Regions from separate parts of the Rattus norvegicus genome. Here region 2 is linked to region 1. A link is a contact called in public Hi-C data. All regions are on one chromosome and are shown on one strand. Each heading gives the region's core, a stretch centred on a gene start, on an enhancer-like site or on the middle of the called end of the contact. The rest is flanking DNA. Distances are from core to core; before and after follow the strand shown. Region 1 holds the start of Srd5a1 (steroid 5 alpha-reductase 1). Region 2 has its middle 25 kb from the start of Tent4a.

What was found. Hi-C and Micro-C count contacts between places; a contact is called where the count stands out from the background.
Region 2: a Hi-C map of Schwann cells shows a contact between it and region 1, with 2.2 times the contacts expected there. The contact joins the enhancer-like site here to the promoter of Srd5a1 in region 1. A contact is called at or near these places in 6 of 12 Hi-C or Micro-C datasets (the A7r5 cell line, Schwann cells, frontal cortex and 3 more).

The regions. Positions count from the first base shown.
Region 1 is chr1:35,513,259-35,516,253 of GRCr8, reverse strand. Srd5a1 (steroid 5 alpha-reductase 1) reads right to left here and starts at 1,340. Exons shown (of 5, transcript NM_017070.3): 1 at 904-1,340. The coding sequence starts at 1,184. Nsun2 (NOP2/Sun RNA methyltransferase 2) reads left to right here and starts at 1,948. Exons shown (of 19, transcript NM_001108403.1): 1 at 1,948-2,120; 2 at 2,228-2,385; 3 at 2,915-2,995. The coding sequence starts at 1,950.
Region 2 is chr1:35,567,523-35,570,274 of GRCr8, reverse strand. No RefSeq gene overlaps it. Among named protein-coding and RNA genes, the nearest start is that of Tent4a, 25 kb to the left of the region's middle. Within about 2 kb of position 1,389, at least 41 of the 93 cell types and tissues checked have an H3K27ac peak or open chromatin away from gene starts, as enhancers often do. A contact at or near this core is called in Schwann cells, where this site is marked.

The DNA.
Region 1 (2,995 bases), core at 91-2,590:
CTTACACCAAAAATAACTTCTGCAAGGATGTCTTTTAAACCTTAGACTGTTGACCCCTTCCCCACCCCTTAACTCTTTAAGCCAAGTATTAGTTTCAAAATGCTGTATGTAATCCTCAGGCTACTTTTGGTAATCTTTTTGGCTGTACAATCTAAATATGGCACATATATTCTCATTCCAATAGTCTGTGAGTCCCCTCTCTTTTCTCCGTTCCAGGGACCCAGCTCCTCCCTTCTCCGAGGCTTCATTGCACATCTTAAGGGACTGGTCTGCAACCGAGCTCCGTTCTCAGTCTGAAGGGAATCTCCGGAATTCGTGATTTATTTTGACACACCTCTAGCGCTCTGCCTGCTTTCATCCATTGGAGATGCACACAGACACAAATTTTGGTGTTCTTATGGAGGTACTCCCACGAACGAGAGTTCAATGGATATTCAAAAAGAACTAGAGACAGTCCAGCCTCGTTTATTAGAAAACCCAAAGACTTGAGGTGGTCACTGAAACATTTTTCACACAATACTTCTTGGGAAAGATCTCTGAAATTGCTCAAGTCCACATTCGAGGTCCAGAGTGATTCCAGAGTAGGATGTTAGCAAGCTGAAGCTAGGTCACCTGGCTATGAGACAGGCTACCAGGGATAGATTCCCCAAGGGGGAAACAGTAGAAATGCAATAACATCACCCTCCTTGGGTGACATCGCAGATACTCCTTAGGGCGGAGTCTGCTGATGGCCAGAGATTAAATCGGGACCACTGTGCCACTATCCCTGACCAGACACGGACTTCCACCACTTCTGTGCGGTTCTGTCTACCCCACATTGTAGACAATCCTATGTACTTTGGAATTAAGTCTCTGAGCCGCGGGACCTAGGCAGCAAGCGCAGGAGGGAACACCATTCATTACCTTTGCACGTAGTGGATCAGAAACATAGCCAGCAGGACGCGGTTAGGCAGGTTGCCCAGTCGCGCGGCTGCAGGACGAATGTACTCGTACAGCGGCCAGGCCATCGAGGGCAGCTCCTGTATGAACCAGGCAGGTCGCGCGGGCACTCGGATGCCGGGCCACTGCGGCGAGTAGCGGCCGTACGGAGAGCCAACCGACCGGAGCCCCACAATGGACACGAAGGCCATGAAACCTTCCAAGTAGACCAGCATGTCGAGCAGGCACAGCTCATCCAACTCCATAGCTGAGGTCGAGCAGTGTACTCCATGCCCGGGTGTCCGAGTGGAGCCTCATATAAGGCCAGGAGGAGGGCGCAGACGGGCCACCTCTCCAGCAGTGTGTACCTGCCCAGGGGAGGGGCGAGCCACCTGCTCGGGCGGGGACAGGACCACAGGCTAGCACCACCAGACGATACCCTCCCGCCCGGAATCCAAACGCGAGCCGGATTGGGCAAAACCCCGCCCACACAGGAGCCCCGCCCCTTGGGGGGAATGGCGCCTTAGTTGAGCCCCGCCCACACAGAGAGCCCCGCCCCCTCCCGATCTTTGAGAATTACACATTGGCCCAGAGCTTCTTGGGCCCGGGAGGAGTGCAACCGGAGCTCCGCCCCCTCAGCACCACAGCAGAGTCCCAGAGCCTCGCAGCACCCACAAAGCCCCGCCTACCCAGCAAAGACCCCGCCTCTTTGCTCGAAACCGAATCTCGCTCTGCCCAGCTCTGCAAACACGCCCCTCCACGGTCTGTACCGCCTCCGGAGAGCGACAGGTCGGTCAACACTCCATGACTCTCTGCGCACGCACCATGATCAGGTCGTCCATACAGGTGCCTGAGTCTACGTGTAAGACGGAGAGATTCACGCTTAGTGGCGTTTGGGGTTGTTTTGAGGAAATACGTTCTCGGTATGAATACCACTCTTTTCTCGCTCAAGCTTTCGGCGAGAGCATGTTGTATCTTTCAGGCATATTTCTTGACTGCCCCGGCTAGGACCCAGCAGCGGGGTCCTGGGGATGCAGCCGGAAGTACGGCGTGTGTGCTGTGCGGTGGGTAGCTGTGTGCGCTCCGCGTGTGCTGCCGCGTGGGCCATGGGGCGGCGGGCGCGGGGCCGGCGGTTCCAGCAGCCGCCGCAGCCTGAGGGCGAGGAAGACGGCAGCGACGGCAGCAGAAAGCGCGGCCAGGAGGTAGGTGCCAGGAGAGAGGGGTGCCCCGTGGGCTCGCGCGTTGGGAGCTTGCTCGTGGGCTGGGTTAGCGGGTGTTGGAGCTTGCTCACCTGTCGCTTTCCTGTCAGGGCTGGGAAGGTGGATATCCCGAGATCATAAAGGAGAACAAGCTCTTTGAGCACTACTATCAGGAACTCAAGATCGTGCCGGAGGGAGAATGGGACCAATTCATGGGCTCACTTCGAGAGCCCCTCCCAGCCACATTGAGAATCACTGGTTACAAAAGGTAAGTTTGGTGTGTCTTTTCTAAGATGTGGACTTGGGGGCTTTGGAGAGGGAGCTATAGAGCAGCCAGGGTTGCTTTGGCACTTGCATGTGGGAGATTAGAACAAGAATAGAAAAGGCAACCTGGGAAAGACCTGGGTGGGGTGGGGGATGGGTGAACTGATCGGTTCATCTGAGCAGCACGAAACTTTGCCTCTCCCTGACTGTCAGTATACACCATCCCCAAGACCTGTTGCAAATAAGAAATGAAGCTGGGCTGAAATGCAGTATTCCATTTACCTTATTTGTAAGGTGTGTGCAATCTGTGGTCCAACACAACAGTAAACTGGAGGGAAATAGAAAATCATTGTGCTGCTTTCTTAGATGTTAACAGGATCGCAGTGCTAAAAATGAAGTCTGCACACCCCAGGGCGATTATGGGATGTCTTATCAGAACTGGCTTTACATTTAAAACGCTTGCAATCTTAAAGTTATTAAATCTTACAACTCTCCTCTTTCGATTACTGTGAAATTTGCTTATTTTTTCATAGCCATGCAAAAGAGATTCTCCATTGCTTGAAGAACAAGTATTTTAAGGAATTGGAGGACCTGGAGGTAGATGGACAGAAAGT
Region 2 (2,752 bases), core at 140-2,639, 54 kb before region 1:
TGGCGCTGTCCATGGTGGTAAACCCTTCCGGCAGATGGAAAAACCCTGCTTTTATGAATGATTCTGGGCAACCAAGTGCATGCAGTAATTTATAGCTTTTAATTTGGATTCTACAAAAGGATGAGGAGGAAGATGAGGAGGAAGAAGAGTAGGAGAAGGAGGAGGAGGAGGAGAAAGGAAATAAAGTAGGAAGAGGAAGAAGAGGAGGAAGGGAAGAGGGAAAGGAAGAGAAAGAGGAAGAAGAGGAGGAGGAAGAAGAAGAGGAAGAGAAAGAGAGAAGAGGAAGAGAGAGGAAGAAGAGGAAGAAGAGGAGGAAGAGGGGAGGAAGAATAAATGGCAGCTACTTCCTAGAAGAACTATGCCTCTGAGCTGGCACACATGTTGGCTGACCTTGAGTCATCTTTTTGGATACCCAAGGGACTGAGCAGGGCTGTCGGGCCCAGGACACCCTGGGGAGGTTTGGATAGCCCTGGCCCTATGCAAAAGCATTTCAGTGTCTATGTAGAGTTCGGCTGCTTGTATCAAATTATAATCACTATCTTCTTGCACACTCACATCTGAGCTGCCCTATTGTGCTGCACACTAAAGGTACTTAATTATCATCAACCCCAAATGAGCACAAGAAAGGGAAGAGAAGGAGACAACTGGGGTTTCACCTTGGTGATCTCGGCCTGTGCTCTTCCTGCTTGGGCACAACACAGCACTCTGTTTCCCAGCATGCTCCTGTGTGTCAGGAGCCACCTGACCTCTGCAGCACCCACTCAGCAATGAAGTGCTCGGTGTATGGTGTGAAAAGCACCATGCCCACTAATAGAAACTTGGGGCATCTGTGACTCTAAATAGCACACTCAGGTGCTAAGTGTTGCCTCTGAAGTCCTGGGATACCCTCAGGGTAGAGCATCACTCCAGTTGTAGGTGTAATGACACTCAGTAACTCTTCCTTTCCTTAGGAAACATTATCACACTGTGCTTCAGACTGCTCAGTACCAAAGACATAATCTTCCATACTAAGAGGGTGAGTCTGTGAGAGTGAGCTTGCAGTATTCCCTTCCACCACCTCTGCCTGTCATGAACTTGAGATGCCTGTTGTAGATGAAGCTGTATTCTCCTCTAGCCAACGTGTTAAAGCCTTAATTCTCATTTAAGACTGGAATTGGAGGTAGAAGCTTTTAGGGGTAAATAGGTTAAATGGGGTCACGGAGTCAGGGCTCATATGACGGGACAGGTGTACCTTATAACAAGAGACAGCAGAGGTCACTGTGTGTGAGTATGGAAAGGCTTCCTGTAAGCACGGCGGGAAGAAGCCTTTTTTGTTAGGCAGAGAGGCAGAGCAACAGACAGAAGAGTCCCCCTTCCATAACACAGCCCTGCTGGTGCCTAACTCATAAGATGCCATTGTTTAAGCTGCCCGGAGTGTGATATTTCATCACCGCCTCTGAGCAGCGCAGCACCGGTCTCTTCCTGATCATCAAATCCAGCCTGCAGGATTCAGGCAGAGGGAAGAGTATGCTGTTTCACAGGACATCAAAACACCGAAACATCTGCACGTTCTCACAGGCAGATTAAGGCAGAGGGAAGAAAAGGGAGCATCATTCTAAGGGAAGACTGTAGAGGGACACTGCTGGGCCTGAGAGGTCAGAGGAAACCTCTGGCATTTGCAAATTAGAAGGAAGACAACGGCATTTGTCAGAGTTTTGTGCATAGCAAATACCAGGCACTGGGCTGATGCCCAGTAATGATGCCAAATGAGGACAAATGGCTTTCTACTGGGACCACACGTACCCCATGGCTTCTGAGAAGACCCTATGAGTAAGTTAAATGTGAACGTAGATCTGTTCAAATTACAGAAAGAGAATGAGCCGGTCAAAGACCTGAGATGCTGCTGGCACCTTTCGAATCCCTGCAGACCACTCTGGACTGCACTGTTGCTTCTGCTTTCTTAATTTAGATGCAAGTAAATGTTCAAAGACACCCACTTGCCCTCTTCTGTTGAACCAGCACATGTAGCAGCGCCAGGAGCGATAGGCATGGTCTTCCAGTTGCTGCCTGTGTGTATCCCAGTTGCTATTGTTAAGGCTCTGGGCAAGAATCGCACAGCAAGCCCATGGCCAGCAGGACCCACTGTGGGATTTAGGCCAATCCTCTTTTTCCATTTGCACAACACAAGCCTCACTATGAGCACTCAAACAGTGGCACTATTATTCCCAAAGATCAGCCTCGCTTTGAAGCCATTGTCTGGTTCTCAGAAGGCTGAGCATTCTTGTCCCCTGTCCCCTGTCCATCTATCTGCCCTGCTAAATACATGCTGGCCCTGTATGAGAAAAGCCTCACAAAACGCATGTGTGGCCACTTTGCAAGACCCTTATCTGTGTAAACACTCTCCTCCGGGGCTCTGGACACACAGGCCATGTCCGCCTAGCTCCCTCTTACACTCTCTGTTTCTAGTGGTATCCCTGGCAGTGAGGAACTTTCTGAGTAAACGAGCCAGTTCAGGCAGGGTGGGTGGGAGGAAAGAAATACAGTCAGCCCTAAGCCTCATGTGGAGACCGGCAATCTATTTGGCCATACACAGTGTTCAATGCCCAAGTTTTTGCTTTCTGCCTTGGGTTCCTCGGTGGGTGGCAGTGTGGTAGGACCAGCTGCCAACCTTGGCCTCTCATAGCCTTTGCTTATCATTTCTCCTCCCCTTGCTGATCACCACCTTAAACCCAAGGGGTACCTCAGCTCTAGTGAGGAGCCTGAATCAAACACT